Regions from separate parts of the Macaca mulatta genome. Here region 2 is linked to region 1. A link is a contact called in public Hi-C data. All regions are on one chromosome and are shown on one strand. Each heading gives the region's core, a stretch centred on a gene start, on an enhancer-like site or on the middle of the called end of the contact. The rest is flanking DNA. Distances are from core to core; before and after follow the strand shown. Region 1 holds the start of DENND1A (DENN domain containing 1A). Region 2 overlaps DENND1A (DENN domain containing 1A).

The links. Hi-C and Micro-C count contacts between places; a contact is called where the count stands out from the background.
Region 2: a contact with region 1 is called in a Hi-C map of fetal cortex germinal zone, with 2.2 times the contacts expected there. The contact joins the enhancer-like site here to the promoter of DENND1A in region 1. A contact is called at or near these places in 2 of 14 Hi-C or Micro-C datasets (fetal cortex germinal zone and liver).

What each region holds. Positions count from the first base shown.
Region 1 is chr15:23,859,527-23,866,885 of T2T-MMU8v2.0, forward strand. DENND1A (DENN domain containing 1A) reads left to right here and starts at 2,978. Exons shown (of 21, transcript XM_077968020.1): 1 at 2,978-3,215.
Region 2 is chr15:24,234,678-24,241,941 of T2T-MMU8v2.0, forward strand. The region is part of intron 12 of DENND1A (DENN domain containing 1A); the gene reads left to right. Among named protein-coding and RNA genes, the nearest start is that of MIR601, 150 kb to the right of the region's middle. Within about 2 kb of position 4,039, at least 10 of the 40 cell types and tissues checked have an H3K27ac peak or open chromatin away from gene starts, as enhancers often do. A contact at or near this core is called in fetal cortex germinal zone, where this site is marked.

The sequences.
Region 1 (7,359 bases), core at 1,728-4,227:
TCCTAGGCTCAGTCTTAAACTCCTGGGCTCAGCCTCCTGAGTAGCTGGGACTACAGGAACAAACCACGGAGCCGGCGTACCTTATTCCTTTTTTTTTTTTTTTTTTGAGATGGAGTCTCACTCTGTCACCCAGGCTGGAGTGCAGTGGCGCAATCTCAGCTCACTGCAAGCTCCACCTCCCGGGTTCACGCCATTCTCCTGCCTCAGCCTCCCTGGTAGCTGGGACTACAGGCGCCTGCCACCATGCCCGGGTAATTTTTTGTATTTTTTTTTTAGTAGAGAGAGGGTTTCATCATGTTAGCCAGGATGGTCTGGATCTCCTGACCTCGTGATCCACCCACCTCGGACTCCCAAAGTGCTGGGATTACAGGCGTGAGCCACCACGCCTGGCCTTTTTCTTTTCTTTTGAGATAGTCTCGCGCTGTTGCTCAGGCTGGAGTGCAGTGGCATGATCTCGGCTCACTACAACTTCTGCCTCCTGGGTTCAAGCGATTCTCCTGCCTCAGCCTCTTGAATAGCTGGGACCACAGGTGCCTGCCACCACACCTGGCTAATTGTTTTGTATTTTTAGTAGAGATGGGTTTTCACCATGTTGGTTGTCAGGCTGGTCTTGAACTCCTTCCTCAAGTGATCCACTTGCCTTGGCCTTCCAAAGTGCTGGGATTACAGGTGTGAGCCACCATGCCTGGCCACTGGTTACCTTATTAATTTTAATAATAAAAGCCAAACTGTGCTAGGTGTTTTATATATAATAGTTGCTTATAATTTTTGAGTCCTTAATATGTGATAGTCACTGTTTGAATACTTTATAAAGGTCACTAACTCATTTAATCCTCATGTCAACTCACTAAAATAGGTCTATTATTATCATCATTTCTATTTTACAGACGGAGAACCTGAGACACACAGAGAAGGAATAATTCACCCAAGGTCACATATTTAGTAAGAGGTAGAGCTGAGATTTAAACCCTGGCAGTCTGGTTCTAAAGCCTGTGCTCTTTGCTCCTATGTTGCACTCGCTCTTATGATGGAAGCTTCTCATCACCCTCTACACTAAGGAGGAAACTGAAACATACACTTGTCTAATCATTTGCATAAAATCTACCAGTCAATGCTGAAGCCAGAATTAGAAGATTCCTCACTCCCAGTCCAGTGCTCTCTCCTCAGACCACCCTGCTGTCTCTGAGGCCACCTGAGCAGACACATAATCTCCACCTTCTACCTCCCTCTCCAACACACACACACACACACACACACACACACACACACACGCCACCCAGCAGGCACCCAGACATTTTTGTGGCCAAGATGGCTACAACCTCCTTTGAAAAGCAGCCAGCTTTGCCTTCCACCAATAACTTTGTCTTATTTATAGTCTCCTGCTCAGAGCTTTTGAACTGGCTGCCCATTCCAGGGAAGATCTTGATAACAACTGTTCCTTGGAGATGTTTCACAGGTGAATAAACACCACAGAGCTCCTGCCTGTCTAGCAGAGCTTTGCTCCTGCGGGTGTTTACAAGTCGGTATTGGTGTCTGGGTGCATAAGACTTTAAATTCAAAATGACAGTTTGGACATTTTCACTTTTTTTTTGGTTTTAATTTTAAAAAGTTTACCCTTTGACTTCAACAACCTCAAGGTACAGGCAAAAGGGAAAAGGGAGAAACTACCTTTATTCAGAAGGTGACTCAAACAGAAGAAGTCTTCTATGACTTATCTTACTGCTTTCTTTGCTCCTAGCCTGGCCAGGAGCTAGGACGCAGGACTAGTTACACAGTGGCTATGGGGTGGGGGTAGGGTGAAGAGGCACTCCATGCATTTATAAGAACTGAAATGGCAGAAGCGATTAATGGCTTCAGGACAGAAAATTGAAAAAAGGAAAAAAAAATGCCTAATATTAAAAGTGTCTTTGGACTTGTGGAAGGTGCCACTTTAAAGCATGACTGTGTCACATGTCTGGAATTATTCAGTCTGGACACTAATCTTGGCTTCACTCGCTACTAGTTATGTGATCTTGGGAATGTGGCTCAGTTTCCTCTTTGTAAATTAGGGAGATGAACACAGGATTATTGTGAGGATTGGCACTAATGATGTACGGAAATACTGTGTCTGATTCAGGAAGGGCACTCACCCGCTCATTAAGGGGTGGCTAATGGTAGCTTTCATTATTGCTTCCTTTATGATCCCTCTGGGCCTAGAGGGGATGAAATTGAGGTGTTCATGGAAGTGAATCCCAAGGCAGGGAGCAGGGGCAGGTAGCAGGTTGGTGATCTCGGCTCTCAAATCCTTTCATCTGCACTGAGTTAATCTCTATCAGGGACTTTTGTGGTAAAAGGAGGCTTCGATGTTGGAGTCCCCAAAACGGCTGATAAAGGGAGACAGAGGTCCTCAAGGGGAGGGCAGAGCTGAGTCACCACATGGGTCCACGCAGCCCCCAAGTGGCTTTCCTGTAGGTATGTGGGGTCTCCTTCAAGCTCTAAGGGGAAAGGAAGAGGAAAGGCCTTCAGATGGGGAAGTGGACGGTGTGATGCAGAAGAGGTTCTGCACGGAACTTACTGGAAAGTGCGGGATGTTAAAGGGAAAACGTGTTTTCATGGAGGCCTAGGCGGGAGACATTAGCTGTCCGTTAGAAGGGTTGGGTGGGAGGCCTCCAAGGGGAGGATGGGTGGCGGTTTCATCGGGAGGGCTAGGGGTCTCCATGAGAGGATTAAGGTCTCTTCAGGCCGGCTGTGAGTGGAGGTTTCCAGCGGGACGCAGTGGGGTGGAGACGTGTAAGGGCCTGCGCAGGAACGCCACAGTCCTCCGGGGCCCGCGCCCGGGGAGACGTGCGGGTGACCGCGCTCCTGCCCCGCCCCCGCCGGCCACGGCCCCGCCCCCGCGTGCGGACTACACTTCCCAGCAGCCCCCGCGGGCAGCGGCGGCGGCAGCGCGGGCGGGAGGGGCGGCGGTGAGAGGCGGTGGGGGCGGCGCGCGCCGGGCACGCGCGCCGGCGACCATGGCGTTCGCCGGGCTGGAGCGAGTACATTAACCCCTGGAGGCGGCGGCGGCGGCGAGGGAGCGAGCCTCGAGCGGGCGGGCCCCAGCCTGAGGGAAGGGAGGAAGGGGCGGGGAGAGCGCCAGAGGGAGGCCGGTCGGCCGCGGGCGGGCGGGCAGCGCAGCGCCGAGCGGGGCCCGCGGGCCCATGAGGAGGCCCGGGGACCATGGGCTCCAGGATCAAGTGAGTGCGGCCGGGCCGGGCGGAGCCGGGCCGGGCGCGGGGCGGCGAGGCCGGGCCAGGGCTGCAGGCCGCGGGCCGCGCGGGGGACTTGTTGCCGGGACCGGAGGGGCGCCCCGCGTGCAGGCGTCACGCGGGGAGGGGGACGGTTGCCATGGCGATCCAGGGAGGCGCGGGGGCGGGGTGCGCGCGGGGTGGCAGGGCGCCGGGGGCCAGGTGTCCCCTCCTTACCTAGGGGCCGGAACAGCTGAGATTACTGGGCGGCCCCCTCCCCGGGTTTACGGAGAGCCCCTGAAAATGGCCCTTCAACTGTGGGGATGGGGAGTGGGAAAGCCCCGGAAGCACCTCCCCAAACGGGCATGTTTGGGGCGCCCCTGAGAGTTGGCAGGTCCGGAGAGGTTGCAGCCTGGCCGCTTGAGGCCTGCGGCCCCCGCAGTAGTCGCGTGAGGTTCTTAGAGGGAGGGGTCACACTCATGGACCTAAGGTGTGGATGGCCGGGGAGGAAGGCCCGTCTCTCTCCTATTTCCCCCCTCTTATCTGTGAAAATCTCCACACGGCAAGGGCCAAAGGGTGTGAAGGAGGATACCTCTGTGTTGTAACCAAACACCTGCTCTTGATAATCGTTGGAAAGGCTTTGTAACTCAATCTGGCGAATTCCCCCACTCATTCATTCACCTGGAGGTTTGGCTTTCCGGTGGAGGATTAGCTTTCCGGGGAAATTGTTGATACATGTAACTTCAGAATCCACTGAAACATTGTTGCCCTCTTCGTAGACTTAGAAGTTGACTTTGGAAAGTGCAACTCTTAAGCGGTCCAATTTGGGTGTGTGGCTTTGGACTCTATCTCCCCTCCCAGGCAGGTCCTCTTGTGGCCTCTCCCTTCCTTTGCCCCAGAACTGGAGATGTTTTATCTCTAATTACTAACAAATGTTCGCTTTTTCCTCTGTGACTAATAGAATTGTTTAAGGGCATTAAAAAGCAAAGTTGACAGCATAGGCTTTTCTGTAAAACAACTTTCCTAGAACACTTTAAACCCTCTTACGGGAAAGTCTGTGGAATGTGTTTATTTCAGCATTTTGAGAATTGTACTAGGGAAGTTGGAAAGGAGAAGGGCCTTAAGGGCGAAATCTAATAATTATTCAAACATTGCATCTCATGTCCAGGTGATGCCCGTGCAGTGTGACCCTTGCCCAGCCTTGCAGTCCCCGTGTGGTTAGGCTTCCCATTTGCAAAATATGTATGGGATGCGCTGCAGCAGCCTTGAGACATCTGCTGAATGAAACTAGAAAAGTTTGCTTATGGCAGTGAAAGTGGAAGAGTCGCATGAACACTCTGTTAAATCTTTATTTTTGTGGAAATGAGAAAAAAGTTAGAAGCATGCTCCAAACAAGAGCTTGAGAGGCTTGGGAGGTAAAAAGATGTCGTTTGTGAACCATTGGGATTAAAGAGGCACTCAAGTTTAGCTCCTACTTCCAAGTAAGAGTTGTAAACTTGGATTTCAATAGCACTTAGAAACACTTTCCAGAAGCCATGTTAGAGTTGCAGAGTATGCGTGAGGACACTTACCCTTCTTGTTACAGAAAAGTTCAGAAACTTGCCTGACATGAGGCGGTGAGTGTCAGAACCAGTATTAAAATCCAGCAAGTAAAAGTTCGGATGGCTAGCCGTCAAATGTCTGTTGCTCTCCAAGGTAGCAGGTTGGACAAATAACATTTCTCAAATGTGTCTTGTGGAACCCATCGCTAATTCTGAGCACTTGGACAAGGGAATTTACTAAGGCATGGACTTGTATTAAGTATGAAGAATAGCCTTATTGATCTTGGAACTAGACTACTCTGTGATAAAAACTTAGGCTTGGGAAATATGTTAGTTTGTGGTGAAACTGAAACAGAATATGAAGAGAGAAGTTATGAAAAGTAGTTGTGATTTATAGTGACTGTTGATTATGCAACTTCTGCCTGTGGCTCAGAATGGGGATGGACAGGAAATTACCCACTTAAGTGCTTCTCTAGTTGTTGCAGAAGACGGAGCTTTGGTTACTACTGGCTGGCTATTCCCTCCTGGCAGGGCATTCAAGGTGTTCTCCTGGCTGTGGTGAAATCTAAGTGTGCAGGTTCCATTGAATTGGACAGTCTTGGAGGTAGGGGCAAGGGGGAGGGGTTCCCTTTGTTTTCTCTTGCTTATCTCTGATGCAACAAGTCAGTTGACTAGGTGGAATCAGATCTAGGTTCAAATTCCAGCTCTTTTTAATGCTAATTATGAAACTTCACACAGACTGCCTTTTCAACCTCAGTTTCCCTGAGGTAAAATGGGGAGGAATGTGTCCAGGTTGTAGGGTTATTATGAGCAATGAACACAGTATCAATATAAATGCTAGGTCCGTGTTAAAAACTCAGTAATTGTTTTTTTTTCCTTTTTTTTCACCTTCTGTATCAAAAGACTAAGAACATTACTGTATATTAGAAATGTCAGAGAAAGGTATGTTTAAGGTAATGGAGAAGAAAATTTTAATGACCAAGGAATTAGGCTGTTAACATGCAGAGTAGGGCTTAACATTGTCTCATTATTAAAAAATAAAAGTCGATTAAAAACAATATTGTGTGTAATTGTGAAGCTGGTGTCTGTTGTGTGATCAGTGGTAAAGCACGTGAGTTGCTAGGCACAGGTGTTAAAATTTAGTGTTTGATCAGACTTCTCTTTAGAGTTTAAGCCTGGTTGAACACAATCTCTGTCAGGTACCATGGAAATCCTTAATGTGAACCATTTCATGAAACCCTCACTACTGTCCAGTGGTGGCGATGCTGTTTATTAACCACATTTTTCAAATGAGAGAATGAGCGTTTATAGGCCTAAGATCAGATGCCATCCCCTGGAAGCCTGCCTTGATGCCAGTTTCCTGTTGCCACCCCCACCCACTCCTGTTCCAGTCTAGGCCAGGTGCCCTTCATCCGTGTTTCTATGGCCCCTTGTGTTTATCGCAGACGCGGTACTGAATCTTGTTTCTTGTCTGTCTCCTGTACCATGCTGGACATAAACTTCTTGAGAGCAAGGACTGTCTTATTTATCTTTGAGTTCCCTGTGTCAAACTCAATGCCTGGCACGTGGTTGTTTGAGAAGAGTTCATGGAATGCATTTAAGAAATGCTTTAGGATCTACATTAAGATTCTAATTAAGACTCTGAGTTCTCTGAGTTGAGTGTACATCGAGTTAAAAAAAATTTAAACCCTTGAGGAAGAAAAGTTTTATATTTTATAAATTTTTAAGGCCAATTATACTGGTTTAGGCAGGCATTTCCTTTTACTAGAGTATTTAGTTTTTTTTTTTTTTTTTTTTTTTTTTTGAGACGGAGTTTCACTTTTGTTGCCCAGACTGGATGGAGTGCAGTGGCACGATCTCAGCTCACTGCAACCTCCACTCCCCGGTTCAAGCCATTCTCCTGCCTCAGCTTCCCTAGTAGTTGGGATTACAGGCATGAGACATCATGCCTAGCTAATTTTCTATTTTTAGTAGAGACGGGGTTTCTCCCATGTTGGTCAGGCTGGTCTCCAACTCCCAGCCTCAGGTGATCTGCCCGTCTTGGTGTCCCAAAGTCCTGGGATTACAAGTGTGAGCCACCACGCCCAGCCTCATGTTTATTTTAATAAAGGAACATTGTCTTGCCTCAAATCAACATCTAATGGACAAAAAAAGAGGTCATCAGTATGCAGGTAGCACCCTGGAAACCTAAATCTTAAACCTGTGTAGACATTTATCTAGAAGAATAAAAGGAGCAGTGGTAACTGGCAATTTTTGACAGGTATGTTTAAATCTTATTTAGTGTTTGAATGATCCCAGTGGACTGGAATGTGGTTAATATGAAGCAATTTAACTGATAATGCAGACACACAGCAGGAAACTATGCGGCAGTTTAATATTACTTGTGGTGACATCCTAGAAATTGCTTCCAGGCACCAAGTGCAGGAAGTGGGCTGTAAGTAATCGAAGGAAGTTTTCTAAGTGAGTTTGAAGAAACCTGACATTTATGGACTCAGAGAAAAGCATACTCTAAGACTTGGAGGCATGGGAACAGGGCAGGGCAACTAATTTGGCCTTGTGGTGGTGATTATCCTATATTAGCCTGTATACCTGTCTTCTGTCCCTGTCAAACT
Region 2 (7,264 bases), core at 2,789-5,288, 380 kb after region 1:
TTCCCAATGGTAAAACACTGGAGTGTACTGAGTATCCATATGAGGTAACCGGTGAAATAAATTAAAGTCCATCTTATTATAGAATATTATGTAGCCATTAAAACTATCACCTTAGAGATAACATGATGGGTTTAGATGGAGACATGGTACTTGTCCTTGAATGTAAGCTGCTATTCAGTCATAAGATGTATTATTAGTTTATGTACCATTAAGAAAGGGAAAAGAGTGGTGCCAATTATAACTGAAGGATGCCACCGATTATAAGACACATCCAGATTTCAGAAATGTTACAATGGGAAGTAATTTTCATCTTAGAATCAATGAAATATGGCAGACCTGTCAGCCTTTCAGTCCCATTCATCTGTCCTACAATGGCTTTCTTCCGTAAGGTGGAGAAGGAAACCAGAAGACCTGGAATTTTCCAACCAAGCTTCAAGCCAAGGTCATCACCAAGTCACCTAGATGGTTTTTAAACTATAGATTTAATTTTGGCAAATTCTCCCCTTCTAAAATATGAGGTGACAACATTCCCCATGTAAGATTGCTTGGGGCAGCCAGGCATGGTGGCACGTTCAAGACCAGCCTGGGCAATATACAGAGACCCCATCTCCACAAAAAATAAATTAGGTGGATGTGGTATCACGTGCCTGTGGTCACAGCTACTTGGGAGGCTGAAACAGGAGGATTGCTTCAGCCCAGGAGTTCAAGGCTGCAGTGAGCCAAGATGGTGTCACTGCATTCCAGCCTGGGCAACAGAGTGAGAACCTGTCTCTTAAAAATGTTTAGGGGATTAGTTTAAAATAATGACTGCAAAGTACATGTGAGCCTGAGAAATAGGGAGGAGGCATTGGCTGCATCAGTGGGGAGGATGGTGCCTTGAGTGAGCCTGCCAGGGTGCATGCAACACAGTGCTGACTCCCTCCCCACGGCCGCTTGTCTTTCAGTTGTTTCTCTGGTTATAAAAATAGGACCTGCTCTTTGTAGGCTGGACGCGGTGGCTCACACCTGTAATCCCAACACTTTGGGAGGCCGAGGCAGGTGGATCACAAGGTCAAGAGATCGAGAACATCCCGGCCAACATGATGAAATGCCATCTCTATTAAAAATACAAAAATTAGTTGGGCATGGTGGCGCGTGCCTCTAGTCCCAGCTACTCAGTAGGCTGAGGCAGGAGAATCACTTGAGCCCGGGAGGCAGAGGTTGCAGTGAGCCAAGATCGTGCCACTTTATTCCAGCCTGGTGACAGAGCAAGACTCGGTCACAAAAAAAAAAAAAAAAAAAAAAAAAAAAAGAACACTTGTTCTTTGTAAAAAAATGTTCGAAGTAACAGGACTAGAAATGAGAAAGCACCACCCATAATCCTATCATCACGAGGTAGGTGAGATACAGCTGTGGCAGGTTCCCATCTAGGTTCTAGGATTTTTCGTTTCTTTTGTTTTTCCATTTTGGGGTTTTGGTTTTTTAACTTTCTTGTAGGCAGATGAGATATGCCTGAGAAAGCAATCCAGTATCCTAGTTATTAATAACTTTTTTTGCCTTTTAGTTTGTGTAAGCATTTTTCATACCACATAGAATCTCTTCTTAGACATCATTGACAGTGGCTGAGCAGAGCCTATCAGGTGACCCTTGTGGTTACCAACCCTGGCCATGGATTAGAAGCACAGAGGAACGAGGGGTGGGGGGGGGTGCTTTTAAAAAGGCAAATGTCCAGGCCCTCCTCAGAGATTTCTGTCGAGTTCCTGTGATCTGAAATCAGGACCAAGGCCCACCATGTTTTCCTAGTGCTAGTCTTGTAAGAAAGAAATTATTTTACTATTTTTTTATTATTATTATTTTGAGACAGGGTCTCACTCTGTTGCCTAGGCTAGAGTGGCATGATCATGGCTCATGGCAGCCTCAACCTCCTGCGCTGAAGTGATCCTCCCACATCAGCCTCCCATCTAGCTGGGACTACAGGTGCATGCCACTGAACTCAGCTAATTTATTTTTAATTTTTGTAGAGACAAGGTCTTGCTATGTTGCCTAGCTGGTCTCCAACTCCAGGGCTTGAGTGATCCTCAGCCTCAGACTCCCAGACTGTTGAGATTACAGGCATGAGCCACCATGCCTGGCATGCTGGTTTTTTTGATTGTCAGTAATGTTTCATGATTTTAAACCACACTGTGCTAAACATCTTTATATATATCTTCATACCTGGTTTGAATTATTTTCTTAGGCAGATTCCTTGACATGGATTTACTGGGTCAACGGATGTGAGTCCATTTAAAGCCTTTGGCACATAAGGTGAGGGAGAAAGCTGGTGAGCAGACACAGGGGAATGTGTGCAGGGAATGGCCCCCGAGGTGGGTGCCAGGGCAGGGCCTGGGAACAGTAGGTCCCTGAGGGCAGAGGGAGCCTGCAGGGTAGAAGGCCAGGTATGTGGGGGCCACGCAGGGCAGCCCAGCTGCAGCGCTACCAGCCCCTCTGGCTCGCCTGTGCTCACTGCTTCGTAATGCTTCCACAGCAGCAGTCACCATGCAGGGTCCTGGGGTACTGCCCATACAGGTGGGGGAGGTGGAGGTGGGGTCATGGTTGTCAGGTTACTGCAGAGTCACGGTGTTGTGTTTTGTTGGAAACAGGAAACATGAGGGACCTGAGCAGGCTCCTCTCTGCTCTGCTTCTGCCTCCCAGGACCCTGAGCAGTTATTCACCTCTCCAATCCTCAGTTCCCCTTCCATAAAGTGGATGTGTAATCGCCTCCTTGCAGGAGTGTAGTGAGGCTTAATAAGCCCAGTACAGTGCCTGTCCTGGTGGCCCTGGGAAGATGGGCATGGCCCTGGCCCTCACCCACTTCCTCCGTCTGAGGAGGACCCTGCCAGCCTGGAGCCCGTTGGGGGACAGCTCCAGTCCATGTCCTGCCTGGCTCTGTGAGGAGGGGTCAAGTTCTGGCCTGAGAAGCAGAGGTGGGCATCTCCTCCTCTGCAGTCACATGCGAAGACCTTTTCCCTGGCTCAGAACTCCCTTGAGATTTTTATCACCACCTTGGTCTCTCTCGCTCTCTCTCTCTCTTTCCTAATGAAAAAATTCAGAATGCAGCTGACTGGGGGACTCCTGAGCTTTGTTTTCTTTACCGGGTCCAGAAGGAAGGAGGAAGGGGGCCGCTTGTTGAGGCCCAGCCCTGTGCCAGGAGCTAGGCTGCTCCTCCCCATCTGTGCCTTCTGCAGGTCTGTTGGGGAGGCTGGGTGCCCAGCCCAGGGCGGGGAGGGCCTGTGTTGGCTCCCTGGTGGTGTGTGTCTTCACACACCAGGTGAATTATTCCAAAGGACTCTCTCAGGGTCAGAAACTGAGATACCAGGGGTGTCTAGTCACTGCCAAGTTTACCTCAGTGGCCTCCCACAGGGTCAGCACTCAGTTCAACTCCAAGTTGCTTCCCATCCGTGATCTCAGTAATTCCCCATCCCAGCCCCTCACTAGCCCTTTACACACGGGGGATGGAGCGGAGGCTGCAGTGATTCCTAGGAAGCAGCAGAGCCAGCAGACAACCTCCAAACCCAGGTTCCCTCCACCACATCCTCCCGCCTGTCTTTGTTCTAGTTTCCACATGTTCCGTGTTAGTAACTCTCTGCATTTCCAGTGCCAGGCACAGGTCATGGCACTGTATGTAGGTATCAGTGAGTATATTTTGGAATAATAGATGGGAGAATGGGTGAAGGAAATTAGGGAACAGGGAAGCATTTGAGGCAGGGGGACTGCCCTCGGCCTCTGTTTGGTGCATACACATTGCATCCTGTCCTATCTTTGGTCTTCAGAGGTTGCTGCTTCCTGATAGAGGGGAGGTGTCTGCAAATCACAAAGGCATGTGACCCATTTTTCAGTCACCTGGAGAAAATCAGATGCAAAGCCCAAGATATTTAACAATATCAGCCAAACCAACTTGTCCTTCTCGACTTAAATGACAGAGCCACAAGCAGCCAGGCAGCCCCATCTGGAGAAACCCCCTTTATCCATGTCAAGCGGCAGCCCAGGCTCCAGCTCATTTATTTAGGCCTTTCTTGCTCTCTGACACGCCTCCTAGCAGTTGCCAGGCAACTCTGGGAGTAGCAGTGTGTGTTAGGGATTAACTAGTTAGGGCTGGGGTCCTTTTTGGCAAGAAGGGGATAAAAGACAAATGAGTTTAATTGCTAGGCCAAGGGTCCTTTCTCTGCATGGTAGAAGATTGCAACTTTTGGAGGATACATATAGCAGTATGGTTCTAAAATTTGCCTTGAATGTTCCTCCTTTCTAGAGAGAACGAAAGAATTTTTTAAGGAATCTTTTACCTCCTTTGTTTAAAATTATATCATCAGGAAATCTGAATAAGGCTAATACACCCCCTTTGAAACACATTTCACACACACTGGTCTCAGTTTTAAAGAACTTTTGCAGATAGATTTGTGTGCTTTCAATTCATCCCCTTTTCTGCTCAGAGTTTCTTATTTCATAGCCCATGCTGCATGACAGTGCATGTGAGGGTGCCTCTCCCCATGTCTGGCCCACTGCAGGCCCTTGGTATATGTTAGGTTAAAGAGCAAAAGCCATGGGTATTGGCGTTTGAAGATGCGTCCTCTTCTGTGCCAGTGTCCGTGGAAAGGCCAGTGTAGGTGGAGCACTATGGGAGCTGTTTATTCAGCTAGCTTGTGTGATCCTCTCCGGGCCAGCCTGCTAGCTGGGCTTCCCCAAGATAAAGGGAACAGAGCTACTGCCCGCGGGGAGCGAATGCTGGGTGGGGGCAGTAAGCAAACTGTTTAAACAGGCAGCAACCAACTCACTCTGGTCCCACTTGCTTAGTTCATCCCAAGAGGCCAGCTTCCAGATTCAGCTGTGGGTACACTGGCATCATCCACCTTATAGCCCATGATTTTGCCCATGATTCTGCTGAGTCATATTTATCCACCTAAAACCCCTTGAGGACGCAGAAGTTAAGATAAAAGCAGATTGATAGCCTGGCTTTCAAGGATGAATGCACGAGGTTGTGTTGGAGCAGGTTGGAAAAACACCACATATATCTGTGTCCTGGTTGAGTAACCCTGTTGATCTCGTGTTGTTTTTGAAAAAAAATAAAAACTGTTTTCTGATTTCTTTTTGGTGTAATGGAAAATAGAAAAATATTTTTAAGGTAGTAAAATCAAAACAGCACCATAGTCCCACTGATTTTTACTACATATGCCTTTTGTATTTACTGTTTATTTTTTCATTAGGCAAAGGGTTTACATAGCTACAACCAAATCTCAGTTAAAAGCTAGTTTCCCCTGCCCCACCTTTTAACAAGATATCATATGCATCTTTACATAGCTGCAGAATATTCCATCAAGTGTAACTACCATAATTTCCATGACCAGCCTCCCATGTTGGACATTTAGGTTGTTTCCAATCTTTTGATATTCGAAGTAATACTCCACTAAACATCTTTGTGAATAAAGCTTTGAAATGCTGTGTTTCAAAGCCTTCTGAGTGGAAGAACTGAGTCTGTGAGCAGGAGCCTGACTGTGGGGGCCAACTTGTCACAGCGTCTCAAGGAAGCAGATTTCGGTTGACTCAGCCTCACGGTGGCTCGAGATGGAAAAAGAATGAAGAACCCTTGATGGGTGGGAGGGTGCACACTCCCTGCCCTCCACACAGACGAGCAGAGGATTCCCAGAACACACATAAGGGATGTGACTAATTTGTCTGTGCCTCCATCTTGTGCTAAACATAGGTTTGAGGAACCTTAAGACACTGTGTACAGTACAGCAAGATGAGAGATAAGGAGGCAAGGAAAGCGGGGGAAAGGAAACTGCATGACGCCTGGAAGGGACTGGTGTGTGTGTGCAGCTGTGTGTCTGCGCGAGGCTCTGTGACCACACAGGTTGGGAGTGGTGGAGCTGGGACTCATCCCATCACACCCAGGTCTGTCTAAAGAGCCCATGCTTTAAGGAAAAAAAACTGTGATAAAAAATACATATAATATAAAACGTGCTATTTTAACCATTGTTAAGTATATAGTTCATTGGCATGAATGGCATTCGCAGTGTGCAACCATCACCACTATCTATTTGCAACATTTTTAATCACGCCCAACAGAACCTCTATATCCACTGAGCAAGAACTTCTCATTTTCCTTTCCCCCAGCCCTTAGTAACCTCTAGTCTACTTTCTGTCTCTGAATTTGCCTATTCTAGATAGTTCATAGAAGCGGAATCATCCAATATTTGTCCTTTGCCTGGCCTATTTTGGTAGCATCTTGTTTACCAGCTTCATCCATGTTATAGCATGCATTGGAACTTCAGCCTTCTTTAAGACTGAATAATATTCCACTATCTGTATGTACCATATTTTGTTTATCCACTCACTTGTTAATGGACACCTGGGTTGTTTCTATGTTTTGGCTGTTATGAGTAATACTGCTGTGAATGTGTGTGTGTGATTAATAGTTTGGACACCTGCTTTGCAAGTCATTTGGTTACATACCAAGAAGTGCAGTTGTGGGTCATCTGGTAATTCTACGTTTAACTTATTGAGGGACCTCCAAAATGTTTTTCAGACAGAGCCTGTGCTTTTGTTAAGTGGGTAGCAGTGTGTCTGGGAAGCATGAATATGGACCCAAGAATATCTGTAGGAAAAGTCTATGAAACATTTGTTTTATTTTTCAGTATATTTTAGGCAAGTGGATAAGAAATTATAGCCAAAACCTACAGGCCCGAGCTAAGCAGATGCATTGATGGGGGAGTGTAAACTGGACTGCAGAAGGGTCTGGTAACTTACTAGTTAATGTTTTTTTCCCATTTTAGTGGTCATCTGAAGTCAAGATCATGTCCTGGGAATGAAGCAAGGATAAGGGGAGGTGCTTCTGCCCCAGGACTTCAGGGACAATCACTATAGCTCTGTGGCTCTAAGTGGCTAAGGAGCCCACCGAATGTGATGGAAGGAGTATGGCCTTTGGAATCACCTGGGTTTTAATTCTGGCTCTGTCATCTACTAGAAGATGACTCTGGAAGTCACTTCACCACCCTGAGACTCACTTTTCTTGTGTGTAGAATGTAAATAATGCTTACCTGGTAGGACTGTTGAGAAAAATAGCAATAATATGCACCAAACACCAGCATAGTGCCTTGCTGATAGTAGATGTTAACTAAATGATAGTGACCATCCCTGGGTGACAAAGTAAAGGAGGAAGAGAAAGATGAGACCGCCACATTTTAGAATAGTGGTGTCCATACTTGTTCAGCAATTGTTTCACTAATTGTGAAAGTATGGCTTTTATCTCAAA